Regions from separate parts of the Siniperca chuatsi genome. Here region 2 is linked to region 1. A link is a contact called in public Hi-C data. All regions are on one chromosome and are shown on one strand. Each heading gives the region's core, a stretch centred on a gene start, on an enhancer-like site or on the middle of the called end of the contact. The rest is flanking DNA. Distances are from core to core; before and after follow the strand shown. Region 1 overlaps arhgap35a (rho GTPase-activating protein 35). Region 2 holds the start of ap2s1 (AP-2 complex subunit sigma).

Region 1 (6,996 bases), core at 2,434-4,933:
CCCCGCCATCCCTCCTCATCTTTCTGTGCTCTCACACCCCTGACATCTTGTCCTCAGATTGCCCTAATCTTTTCTTTCAGCCACTCAGCCACTTTCCTCCCTCCTCTAACCTCTCGTCTCTCTCTGCCACCATTCAGAGATCAACGATAGGGAGCAGCGCTTCCAGACGATGAAGGACATTCTGCGCCGCTTCCCCAAGGAGAATTACGAGGTCTTCAAATATGTCATCAGCCACTTGAACAAGTGAGTGAGTGACAGGGTCAGAGACGGCCTCTGACAGCCGTGCTGACTACACCGCCGGTCACCCAGTCAGGTGACCTAGCGGTGACATCACCGAAACTAGCACACAGACAGAATAGAGGTTTTGCTCAGGTTGAGTCATGATCTGTGTTAATGCAGTGGTTATTTAACCCCTATTTGTATGTGGACAGTAATGGATGTTGCAGTTTATTTATGTATTAATAACTCTGTCAACTTAGGTATGACAAGTTGACTTCTGTGCTCCAAAACTGCCAAGAAAACTTTGTAGTCTAAATTCAAATCAGTGGTTCCCAACCTGTGGGTCAGAACCCCCAAGAGTTCCCAATATAAATCTGATAATGCATATTTCTCTCCAATTTTAGTTTTTCTATCGTCAAATAAAAGATACTTTTACCTTTTTCAAATAAAACTGTCTAAGAAGGATAAGTCATTCTTAGATTGATTTGCTCACAACTCACGTCTACACTATGGCCATAACCTTCAATGATGGGTCAGAAGTAGCTACTGTCTCATCTGAAGGGGTCCCAAGCCAAAAATGTTGGGAACCCTTATTATAGATTAACTATAGTGTAGTTTATAGTGCAGTTTTCAGAACAAAAGTCTGAACTGGGTAAGCGCAGACACCAAGGGTAAAATAGCACTTAGATATCTTAAGCAGTACACATTTTTAGCCACACTAGCACATTGCTCTGGGAATGGTAATGTTGGTCCTTTCTGTCAGTCCACCACTTTGGTCCAGACTGAAATATCTCAACAACTATTATGTGGGTTGACATTCATGGTCACCAAAGAATGAAGCCTTCTGACTTTGGTGATCCCTGACTTTTCCTCCATTATCAGGTCAAAATTTCAATTTATTAAATGCTATGGTTTATGACCAAATACCTGCAAACCTAATGACATTCCCATCAGCCACAGCTGTACTTTGTCTTTAGTGCTAATTTGCAAATGTTAACATGCTGACATGCTAAACTAAGATGATGAACATGGTGAACATTACACCTAAACATCAGCATGCTAACATCGAGAGCATGTTAGCATTAGCATTGAGCTTACAGCACCACTGTGCCCAAATACAGCCTCACAGAGCCGCTAGCATGGCTATAGACTCTTCTTGTCAAGTAATTTTAAAATGCAAAATATTAGATCGTCCCAACGTTTAGTCGATTGCCAGGAAATTAATTGATTGATTGAATTTTGATAATCATTTCAGTATTTTTTAAGCAAAAATGCTAAACTGTTTCTCCAGCATGAAAATGTTTCCACACTTCTCTGCTTTATATCATAGTAAACTGAAAATCTTTGGGTTTTGAACTGTTGGCTGGACAAAACAAGACAGGAAAATTATTGGAAGATTAATCAATAATGAAAATAATCGTTAGTTGCAGCCCTACAGTACACAGTATACAACTGAGTCGATTCTTCTATCTGACCATTTTAGAAAAAAGAGACCCCTGCTGTTTCGATAGCCTATTTTATGCCATATTAGGAGTAAAAACCTTTGTAATAATTCGGCTTACATAATAGCATCAGCTTATGTGATGAGGAGATTTAGAGGACACCATCAGGTTTTGATCAGCAGCAGATCATTTGAAGCATCCCTTTTTTGAAATGTTTTGTTAAAAATTAGGTAATGATTTGTAGCCAATTAATTTCACTTCATGGTTTCTTTGTGTTGCCCAGGGTGAGCCAGAACAACAAGTTGAACCTGATGACCAGTGAGAACCTGTCCATCTGTTTCTGGCCCACACTGATGAGACCAGACTTCACCACCATGGACGCCCTGACTGCCACCCGCACCTACCAGACAATCATCGAGAGCTTCATCCACCAGTGCGCGTACTTCTTCTACAATCAACCACTGGCCGATGGCCTCCCCGGCTCCCCCACCTCTACACTCTCCTTCGGGGGAGGAACCTCTGCCTACTCCTGCATGGCTGGAGGCTACTCATCCTCGCCAACTCCGTCCCCGACTCCCTACGTCCTCCCCGCCACCCCTCCTGTCATCCCACACTACGGCCCTCCTATCCACCACCACCACCACCATCAACATCGGTCCCCACCCCACTCCCCACCTCCTACTCCCCAGTCCCCGATCCCAGCCCTGCTGCCGCCCTCCCTGCACCCCCATCACCCCCCTACGGAACAACACACGCTGTGAACCAGGGATCAAGGGAAAGAGAGAAAAAAATAACTAAGAGGACGGATAATGAGATTCAGAGAGGTTATAAGGGTTCAGAATAAGAGATTTTGAAGTTTGGGAAGGAATTGAAGAAGATAAATTGAAACGTGAACAGGAGGTAGGAAGAGAAGTTGGGAGAGATTGAGTGAGATGCAGTATGTACAGGGAGAAACCTACATGTTTAGGAGAAGAAGAGGACCTTTGAGCCTCAGTTGCTTTTAGAAAAATGGACACACACAAGGCAGAACAGGGGAACACTTAAGCGCCTCTGAACTGGCAGTATGATCTTTCTCCCTCCTCGCCACTTTATTCCTTTGTCTCACAGTCTCACATCATCTAGACCTGCCCTCCTTGCCTTATAGAGAACCTACACACAAACACACTAAAGAAGAGTGAGATGTTGCCAGTAACTGTTAAAGGGACTCAGGGAGGGACTCAGAAGTAAAGTGCAGGGAGAATGTGAACTGTTTGTGTGAGTGGTGAAGCAATCCCAGCATAACAGACACACAAACACCCAGTGGCCAGAGTGCCTCCGACAACCACTCTCCTCAATCCCTTAGCCTCTAACTGTGCTAGGAATTTTGGTGGCCGGCGCACATTTTTGCAAACTGACCCAGCTACTGTACCTACCTGGAGGCCGTGGCTGGGTCAAAGTGGAGCAGAGAGAGAGTCCTGAACACATGTTTGTTTATTTCACCACTGTACAGAGGACTTAAGCAAGAAACACGTGTCACTACTCACCCGACAGGATGTTCTTACACATTCCTATGTGTCAACCCCTCATACACACGCACACAGACAAATTCAGTTTCAGTCGAGGCAGTATGCTAAGCAAAGAAAGGAAAAAAACAAATCTCAACCAACCAGATCTGCTAGGCATCAAATTGGAGCAAAGGATTATGGGGACTCTCACACCCTTGGCATTCTGGGAAGGCTCCTCCCAGTCTCCTGTTTGCTCTCTCTCTCTCTCTCTCTCTCTCTCTCTCTCTCTCTCTCTCTCTCTCTCTCGGTTTGAACTTCAACCTCATGCCCCGTCTTTGTAAACACATGAAGAAAACGGCTTCAAAAAGCAGATATTTTAATTGGTCCAAATCCTGATTCTACATTCACATTCCCACTGTCCCAATGCGCTTTATTTGACAAAATATTGGGAAACACAGAAAAAGACGGGCCCATCACTCAATGACTGGCCTTGCGTGTAAGTGTCTGTGTGACTGTCTATCTGTCTGTGTGCTCATGTATCCATGACTTTTTGTTTTACCTGAATTTCCCTGTATTAGGCAGATAGTGGGAATAATTCCAGGGTTGGACCTTCACCTGTCATGTTCTTGCTTCTTTCACACTGTGGTGGTTTTACGAGCGAGTCGGTGCGGCAGTTTTCACAGTAAGGACCTTGTTCAAAAAGCACTTTTCTGAGCACTTTGAAGGCACATTTTAAATTGGAGCTGCCATGACATGACAGCCACCGTTCACTTTATTGTCAATCCACCCTACTCTCTCTCTCTTGGAGCACACCACTGACATCTAGAGGAAGAAATGGGTATTGCAGCCATAACCTCCCTTCCTACTGCATGGGCGTAGCACCATTTTCCTACTGTAGTTTTTGTAGTGTCAGATTCTCTTATAGGTGCAATTGTTAAGATTTTCATTATTGTATGTCAGATAAAATTAACTTTAGAGCTTATGAAGTGTAAGAGTGTAAATAAAAGAACAACAGCAGTTTTAAATCTGGTACAAGTCAATTGAGAATATATAGATTGCCACAAAGCATGTGGCTACATTGCAGTTGATTAGACATGCAGTGAATGCAATTGCCTCTCTGTCTTTTTGTTGTTATTTTCCACTTCACCAAAGCACTCAGCCCTTTGTAGAGGAGTGCCACTTCCCAGACGCCATATTTGAATGGAAGAAAATAGAGATTTAGGAGATTGACGCACAATGTAGCATTACAGGCCAGAAAGTAAGAGTTGGAAGCAAGGCTTAAGCTTTGACAAGTGGGAAGCTTTTTATCGTTGGAAATAATTGGTAACCACTGCTCCAGGCCTCAGCATCCTGTCCTCATAGGACACAGCGTTATGCCTCTGGAAAGGAGACTCAAACCTGCTCTCGGTGGACTCGAAATATAATTTGCAAGAGTACTGTGTAACCACTACACCGGACTCCCCCCGCTGTCACTGTTATGCCACCACATCCCCTAGTCATTCCCTGTCCAAGAGAGACAGTTGGATCCGGGAGAGACAGCAGACAGAACAGACAGTCCATTCATCTGTCTGCATGACTGGAATGGAGCATCACAGAATTCCTCGGCCCAGCCTGCGGTTACCGTAGAAACCAGCGAGCTGAGGCTTGAGGAGAATTGCTGAGCCCCGATCGAGCAGCTTTTTAAAGTGTATGTGTGTGCACGCATGTGTCTCTGTGTTTGTGTGAGCTCGAGAAAGAGTGTGCGCATGTGAACTTATGCTTGTTAATGTTAAGCAGATGCTCACCAAGGTCACTTATTTTGTTTGACACCGAATTGCATCTCTGCATGTCTCCTCAGACAGTCCTCTCTGCCCAAAAGGGAGGGGAGGGGGGGGGACCTTTCAACCAATCACTGAACTCTTAAAGGAGCTTTTATCAGTCTACACTACCTATTTACTTTGTGTGTGGGTGTTTGTGTGTGTGTGTGTGATAGAGGAATTAAGAGTGCGTGTTTGGGTGGGTGGGTTTGAGCTAACATGCTAGCAAGCTGTGCTTGGCAAATGGCCAGACACCAGCGTGATCCAAACAAACGTGAAGGAGAGGAATGCTGTTCTCCTTGCGGTCATTACCCCGCTGTGTAACCCTGTTAGCTCGTCCAGATTACACACACTGATCCTCAGAGAAAGTGTGAGAGAGATGGGGGAGAGATTGGGGAGAGTGAGAGGGAGGGAAGACAGACAGCAAATGGGTGAATGGGATCATTATTTGGGAGATGGAGGGAAGAAGGAGGGGGTGACCACTGGTACTTGTGTGTGAACGCCGGCCAGTGGCGTTCCCTGTGTATATCAATGTGTTAATACTGAACTGACTGTGAGGCAGCCAAAGACTGTTGGAAAAAAAAAAGGGTTGAGGGAGAGATGGGAGGCAAAGTGACAGTTTAGAAGAACAATTGAATTAAAAATGTGACTTTGGTTCAGCGATAATATGTGGCTGCATTGCTTTTCTTTTTCTTATTTGTTTTCTTTTTTTTTGCAACAATGGTGACAGATGTCTGTTAAGTTAAAATGAGAAACAAGCAAAACTATATTCAAATGGTTGTTTATTGGTATGTTAGGGGGTCTAACACTTTGCCCTTTAGTCAGTGGTGATAGAAAAAAAAGTTTCTTTTTATGTTTTATTTTAATAATTAAAAAATACAAAGCATTTTTTTTAACAATTTCTTTGTGAACAATTGAGAGACCAGCCCAGTATAGTGCATGATTTCTTCCCAACCAAGGAAGAGGGCTCCACCACTCTCACTATTTAAGAGATGATAAAAAAAATATTAAGAAATAATGGGGGGGGGGGAGAAAAAAAATGAAGTACTGTAAAGTGAAAAGATAACATCAAACAAAAAAACTGTCATTATTTGCTGAGTATGGTAATTTGTCTCAATGGGAATGTTGTATACAGCAAGGCCTTATGTGATCTGTATCATAGTTAATAAATCAAATCTTGTAAAACTTCTGCTTCTTGTCTCTTTGTTATACATTAGAGTACATTATTAGACTAATTAATGACGTGTGGAACAGGTAAGGAAATCCTGATCAAGTTTGATGAGAAAGGTGAATGTCCCGGGACACAAGTAAAATGTATATTTAATCAGCTTCTAACTTTAAATTAACCACAACAAAGCTCTAGAAAAGCTAGTAAGTGGACCTTGAGATAAGATTGTCTTTGTTGTTGTCAAACTACTGTTTAAAACATCAAGAGAGAACTTTTAAATTGCTATTTATCAACATCATATGAAAGCACTTTTTCTGAGGCAACACTTAACAAAAACAATTTTAAAAAACAGAAAAATGCAGTCAGGGCACATAATGATCTACACCAGTGGTTCCTAACATTTTTGGTTTGTGACACCATAAAACAAAGAGGTGTCTACTTGCAACCCCTCATCAGCAGTCATATATGTCACTGGTTGTGACCAGTTTTATTAAGTGGATTATGAGTTTGTAGAAGTCTGTCCCTACGCACAGCAAACATGCAGGTGTTTTTTTGTTTTGTTTTTTTGTCTAAAGTGGGAGCACTTTGGGGCTCTGTGTCTTGCTCACTTTGACGTGGACAGGAGGAAACTGGGATCCTTACAAACCTTATGATTAATGGCTAATCTGCTCTACCAACAGAGATTCAGCCGCCCTAGATGCAGTTTTTGGGTGGAGGAGCAAAATACACAGCAACCCAGATCTAATTTTACAGAGACAGGCCCTACTCACACACTTAAACACATACTGTACAAGGAAAGTTGGTGAAGAGCAATTTCCATAATATTTTGTCTGTTGTCTTAATCATATTCAACATTGAAATTGGAGCTTTGCAGTACAGTTTTGTGT
Region 2 (6,996 bases), core at 2,376-4,875, 63 kb before region 1:
CAGCTGCTCACTATCACGTCAATGCACACAGGAATAGAACTACTAATAGAATAAGACGGTGTAGTCCCTCATTCGTCCAGGAGTGTTCTATCGTAGAAAAGGTTTCAGTCGTAGTCATCTGGACACTGTTTTCAGAAACGTCTTGATTCTGAAAACAGTGTCCAGATGACTACGACTGAAACCTTTTCTACGATACTAATAGAATAAAAATAGAAATAATAATAAATAGGTCTGCAACGAGACAATTATTTCTAGCAAGAAATAAGAGATGTGCAAATCAAAATATAATACAATATAATACAGGTAAGATAAATTAAGTACAAAAGTGGATATAAAGTATAAAAGCTAAAATAAGTGTAAAGTACAAAAGTGGATTTACAGGTTGGTAAGTATAGTACGGTATAATACAATATAATAATATAAGTAATAGTGCAATAATGAGTACTGTCAAGTTAAGTGTAGCAGATTAACCAGCTTATTAGATGGTGGATGTTGCACAGCAGTAATATAAGTATTAATAAATATCAATAAACAGGGAATATTAAACTGAAAACAGAGTATATTGCACAGGAGTATTATAAATACACTAGGACTAGTCCTTGTTTTTGCCATACACTGATGAACAGACTTTTGCAAACCACTTTTAATAAGGCAATACCTACTACTAGTAAAATAGAAAAAAACACCCAGAATCAAATTAAATTATTGGTTGATCTGCTGTCAAGCAACATCTGAAATGATGAGTAGCAAAAAATACTGAAATGTATTTAGTTTGCCGTTTTTGCTGCAGTAGCACTTTACAGGCCAACATGAGCACTGACGGGAGGTTACCGTGCTAAAGGAGGGCACAGACATTATTAGGAAACTGCAAAGTCTTTATCTCACCAAAATGCTTGCAGATTATAAAAGTATTAGCTCCCAACTCTGAAATGACTGTATCATTACTATTGGCAACATCTATCTTTTTGAGCATCCTGTTATTAGCCACTTCAGTGTTTGTGTGATGTCTGTGCAGTCAGTTGATATCAGACTCAGTTCGTAATTAATGATCAATTTGTTATTTTATTGCTGAAGGCTTATTTCCAGCATCACTTGACCTGGTGTTATCTAACATTGATCAAAGTCAATAATGACACACCCTGAACATAAGAATGTAAAATGAATTTGATTTGATGGAAACTTATTGTAGTGTGTTTCGGAATTTGTACTGACTGTCATGCTAAACGGTTCAACTGTGACTCATTTGTTTTGCTTGCAACAATCTGATAATCCATATTCTGTTGAAGACAAAACATTATGTCATATTTATCATGGTGATACCATTGCAAAATCATACAGTTAGTGTGGAGAATACCTTATATGCCTCTTAATATAAAGGAGTATCACCCATAAACGTGAGTACTGAATAATAAACAATTAATTTCTTCCACTAATGTCATTTGACTGCAGTCCATACTTCCCACAAGAATGCAGGTTTGATATTAAGGAGCTGCAAGACAGAAGAGGAAGGGAAATTTTGAAGGAAATCATTAACGGACATTCCTGAAAACAATCAGACCACGAGAAGCAAATCATCATAGTTCACTTACTAAGTCTATATATCATGTGTTGTGTGTGTCAGTTACCTCTACAAAGTTGTGGATTCCCTCGAGGTATGCCAAGTTGTTATCAGTCACGTCCACGCAAATACAGAAGTATAAACCAGCATAACGCCGATAAATGATCTTGAAGTTCCTGAACTGTGAGAACAACACAGATAAAGCCTCTTAACAACTGTGTCTCTCATATTATGACAAAAACAGCAGCTTTACTTGGACTTAAACCTCCCAGCTTTAAAGGTAAAAACACACCCAGTATATATTTCTAATAACCTTAGAACAAAATGCATTTTAAAACATATCAGAAGACCAGGATTCTTCTTTCTTGACAGTGTATTTCTCTAGAATGTCACCCATTGATTGAAATGCTTCTTTTACAAATTGCTTTAGAAAATTGACTTGTGATTTGTTAAAGTAGCTAGTGGAAAAAGCTTGCAATGTGGGACACATGAGTCACCCAATTTTACTGTAAAGTAGCCACGAGATTTTTAAGGACAGTGTGGTTTCAGTCATTATACTGTGGTCCTTGATAGGATTTAGAAAAACGTTCTGGTTCAGCTGAACAAAGTAACATAATGGAGCATGTCACAGAACCACCCAGGAAAAAAGAACCATACAACCATGAATGCATACATATAATACTGACTAATCCCATACCTCCACAAAGTTGGTGTGCTTGGCATCCCTGACAGTTACCACAGCATGCACTTCCTCAATCAACTTCTGTTTTTCATCATCATCAAACTGCATGTACCATTTGGCGAGTCGTGTCTTCCCTGCTCGGTTCTGGATGAGGATGAAGCGGATCTATGCGATACAATGAGAAGAGACAAAAATTAGGTTACAACAGAATAGTCTACTGAAAAACTTGTCTTTGGTGTCAAAGTGATTTGAGACACAGACAATTCATAGATCAGACACAACAATCTAACGTTACTTTGTTGGCTTTTAGCTGTCACTCATTTGTAATTCAATGTTAGAAGTCCTTAATATCTAGCAACATCTTAATCTTGACAAATTAAAAGGAAAAACCAACATGAAGTATCTTAGTATGGACGCAGGCCACCACGAGCCTCCAGAACAGCTTCAGTGCTCCTTGCCAAGTCTGTGGAACTCTATTAGAGGGATGAACACCATTCCTCCACAAGATATTCCCTCATATATATATATATATATATATATATATATATATAATTATATATATATAGATATATATATGCCACCTTTATTGAATCAGGTAATATCATTGAGTCCAGATCTCTTTTGCAAGAGAGACCTGAGTACAGCAGATAGAAAGACAAACAAGGATAGCGAGACATAACACAAGGACATATAGCATCAGAGACACTCACAGACATCCATAAATAGATTTGAAGATAAAAGTTTATATTGTATCATCTGAGATTTATGGTGATGATGGTGGAGAGCATTGTCTTACACGGTGGTCCAAAATCTACCATAGGTGTTCAACTGGGTTGAGCTCTGCATTTGATGTTTCTCCATTCTTTTATTCAGGTTTTTCCTTTAATGTGTCCCACGTCTGTAACGTTAGATAAATACTGGTAGCGTTAGCATTAGCTAACGTTAGGTGAACCACACCCATTTATTTTTACAACATGATTGACAAAGTCAAAATTATTGCCAGGCAATCTATTTGAGCTCAGTAGTAGTTGGTCTGTGGTAAAATATCGTGACTTCAAATCTGTGGCCTTAGAGTGCTATAGTAAGTGAGCTAACTAACAAGCTAACGTTTTCTACAGACTGAATGAAGAGGTTATCCTGCGAACTCTGAAATGCTAGCAAGCTAGCGGTAATGCGCTAACATTATGAGAAGAAAATACAACAGTGTTCGTGTGTGACATATTTACCATTGTCGTCTCCTAAATATGGACCTCACGAGCTCCAGAATAGCACGTTCCTGAACAATTATGCTACGATTTTACATAAATGCATCAGTATTTTTTTCGACCGCTCGTCCGCTATCTTTCCCGAGCTAACAGGAAGTGCAAAACTACGCTAAGTTGCGTTGCATGGTGGAGAATGTAGTTTGTATCGCCATATTTAGAACCCATGGAAGGTAATATGGCACTACAAGAACCAGCGTCCCTTCGTGGTGTCGCTTGTTGAGGCGTACTTTGGATCACATGAGCGTGGTGGAGGCCGTGTACTGTTTTTCTCTAGCAGAAATATTTTAGTGTGTAGTTACCTAAATATGAATTTAAACAAACTATGAAGAAAGATAAGGATGATAAACGTTAAAAACATTTTAATGTGACACTTAATATCACTCAGTCAGACTTATTCCATATGTTTTTAACGAAACTAAAGATTTTATTTAAATTAAATTGAAAATACTATCATCAATATTTCTTATATGAAACAAACCGTTAGAGTATTTTACCATATCAAATGTAAAAAAATATACATAAATATTACATCTTTGTTTTTAAATTTATATAAGTAGTATTTCAGCCACTTCATAATTGTGTGTGTGCGTGTGTGTGTGGTTGTGTGTACCACATTTGTGATACACTTATGCATAAGTTGCATACACAATACAGAATGAAAAAGTAGCAATGTATACTTCCACCCTCTTGAGGTTACATCATTTGTGGTTGTTTTCTGCAGAGTCAGGGCTCAGAGTTTGTTTACTGGTCTGGTTGGGCAGCCAATTTACCGCAGAACATCGCCCAGACAGCTTGGACAGCTTGCCTCTCTGAGCATTCTGGGCATTTAGGGAGTCAGAGGGGGATGGGGGAACTGTGATTGTCAGGGATTGCACAACTGTGAGTGAAGGAATGTGCTTGCCCTTGGGACCCAGAAATATTTCAGCTGCAGATACAGAGAGGGTTGAGGTGGGATGGGGAAAAGAATTAAAATGAAAGGGAATCAGTGAGTAAATGATAAATGTAGAGTTTTTCCTTTTACAGCTGTGTTTGATACTGGTGTGTCCAGTGTAATAAAAGCACAAATAATGTGGTAATCTTTGTATAAGAATTAAATAGCACAAATAAACATATGTGTTATAATATAATAGTTAAATGAACAAAAGTTTTATGATGAGACCTGGCCCACGCTGAAAAAACAGTGGTAGGAGAAAGAGATGTAAAACATAGGCAGATTATTCAACAGAAACTTTGACCCAAGCTAATCTTGCTCTGTGTGATTGGGGTCATGCAAATATTGCTGAGAACACAGTGACTAATGTGATTGGACAGAAGCTTGTGGACTTATTCAAACGGAGGGCAGAGCACCTTGAACCCTGCTTGACTGTGTATTTAATGGTGGGCCACATTTCAAACTGTCAAAGCACACATAGTGCCCTTTATACACTTTTTTAATGTAGGAATAACAGTACTTCTATACTCTAAATGATTATTTCTTATGTTTTGGTTTTGCAGCCCAGGAGGTTGAATACTGTAACAGCTTTTACCTTGACTGTAACGTAAAAAACGTAAAAGGCATTTGTCTTGTACAACATTGCAGACATTTCTCTAAGTATGTGGAAGCATTGTCTTGGGCGAGGGGGCTGAGATCTACTTCAGAAGCTTACATTTTTGATCATTTAGTGGCTGAAATCATCAAAGGACAGACAACTTCATAGTAACTCTTTCACCAAGTGGATGACTCATGGCACAACACATATAATTAGAACTAACCTTTGAGATGATTGAGTTTCTCAGGAAAGGAATGACATATTTTGCCTCTGTGCTGCTCAATAAGGTTTTAGGTAGGAGTCCTCGGGTGAACGCAGAACAAATCTATTACCCGTTATGTAGCAACGGAACATTAAAATCTGTTCGAGGATGACAAATGTTTGAGTTTGTAAGGGGAAATGACGATCAGTTGTGAAAGGAAGTAGTGTGTGTGAGGCATGGGGCCAAGAGGTCAAATGGACCAAAATAAAGTCACTTAATTACAATCAAGATGACATGACCACATTCTTTTTTTTCCTCTCCTACAGCTGGAATCAGTGTTGCAATAGAACAGATGTGATTGTGCCTGGCAACAATGTTGCTGTTTGTTTTGACATATAAAAAGAGAATACAAATTAAAGTAGGCCTATAAAACATAACAATACATTATATTTTATAAGTCGACCATTTGCTTTGACTGTGTATGTTTATCAAAGTAACTAGTAGCTACAGCTGTCAAAAGTACAACACAAAACAACAAACAAAGAGAAAACCATAAAAAAGTGCAATATTATCAGTATAAAGTAACAGAATGGAAATACTCAAGTACCTTTAAATTACCTTGAAATTGTAGTTGAAGTACAATTTACTAATGTGCAGTAGCCTACTTAATTCTGTGGGTGTATGGTTTAGGCAAGCTATTACAGATATTTCCATGATTTTAGTTGATTAATTTGTCCACTGATAATCATACACCTACAGGTCTGCATGGTAGTATAAATGTATGAATCAAACTACCAAAAAGTAAAGAAAAATTCATTTGCAGAAAGAAATGTTCAATGTTTGGGCTTTTTTTCTGATGTAAATGTGTATTATGTGTATTTTCTTGACAGGTTATTTAAAAAAATATTTAATAAGTGTTTTTTTTATCTAATAGTCACCGTTTACATTTGGTGTAGTGATGAACGGCGGCACTAAGCAATAATATTCGTAAACTGTGTGCGTGTGTGTTGTAATTGTGTCCGTGAACCGCTGGGCGAGACACTCTCTCTCTCTCTCTCTCTCTCAGTTGTGTGAATAGGAGGGGAGATGGGGAGATGCTGGATTCGGGAGAAGGTCCGCCATTATTGGGAAGCTGAAAAAAAAAATAGACTTATACACACCGTCACACATTTAGCCTGTAAGGGTCTTAACGTCAGAAAAGAAAACACAACGGTTTCGGACGAGCTGTTGTTCACTTAAAGCAGCGCTTCGGTAAATAAAGGCAGAGCTTGTGATCGCGTTTCCTACGGACTCTTTTATTTTTGACACAACAAAGGAAATAATAATTGGTCAAAACAACGTGGTGGTTGAACCGAGAAGAAAAAACACACCGAAACAGCGCTCTCCAACGCCTCCCCCTTTTCTCTTCGCGAGACGTTTCCAGCCGCGCAGTGAAAAGACTGGAGTTTCAACAGCATTTTTCCTTTTTCCTGACGAGAATTTAGTTGTTTTTTTTTCTTCCTCTCCTCAGACAGGGTGAGAGAAAAAGAGAGATGCATCTCGCTGCTGAAAACTTCAGACTGATGAAAATGAGCACTTAATGTGGGACGCAATGGACAGAAAGCCTGTTTAGTAAAAAAACAAACAAACAAAAAACCCAGCGGAAAATAATCGATGTGAGTGCTGGTAGGAAGTCTTTTTGTCTGTTTTTTAAAAAGTCTTTCACCGGCTGTGAGTCGCAAAGAGCGAAAGAAAGGAGTGGACCAGAGCTGGAGAGAGGG

The links. A called contact is a pair of places that touch in the nucleus more often than the background predicts.
Region 2: a contact with region 1 is called in a Hi-C map of liver, with 4 times the contacts expected there. The contact joins the promoter of ap2s1 here to the enhancer-like site in region 1. A contact is called at or near these places in 3 of 3 Hi-C or Micro-C datasets (liver, skeletal muscle and an unstated tissue).

Annotation. Positions count from the first base shown.
Region 1 is chrLG7:18,414,203-18,421,198 of ASM2008510v1, reverse strand. arhgap35a (rho GTPase-activating protein 35) reads left to right here. Exons shown (of 9, transcript XM_044203999.1): 8 at 138-243; 9 at 1,945-6,126. The coding sequence ends at 2,422. Among protein-coding and RNA genes, the nearest start is that of LOC122878980, 6.2 kb to the right of the region's middle. Within about 2 kb of position 3,683, the one cell type or tissue checked has an H3K27ac peak away from gene starts, as active enhancers do. A contact at or near this core is called in liver, where this site is marked.
Region 2 is chrLG7:18,477,274-18,484,269 of ASM2008510v1, reverse strand. It overlaps ap2s1 (AP-2 complex subunit sigma), which reads right to left and starts at 3,625. Exons shown (of 5, transcript XM_044204002.1): 1 at 3,467-3,625; 2 at 2,256-2,405; 3 at 1,626-1,739. The coding sequence starts at 3,469. It overlaps arhgap35a (rho GTPase-activating protein 35), which reads left to right and starts at 6,290. Exons shown (of 9, transcript XM_044203999.1): 1 at 6,290-6,996.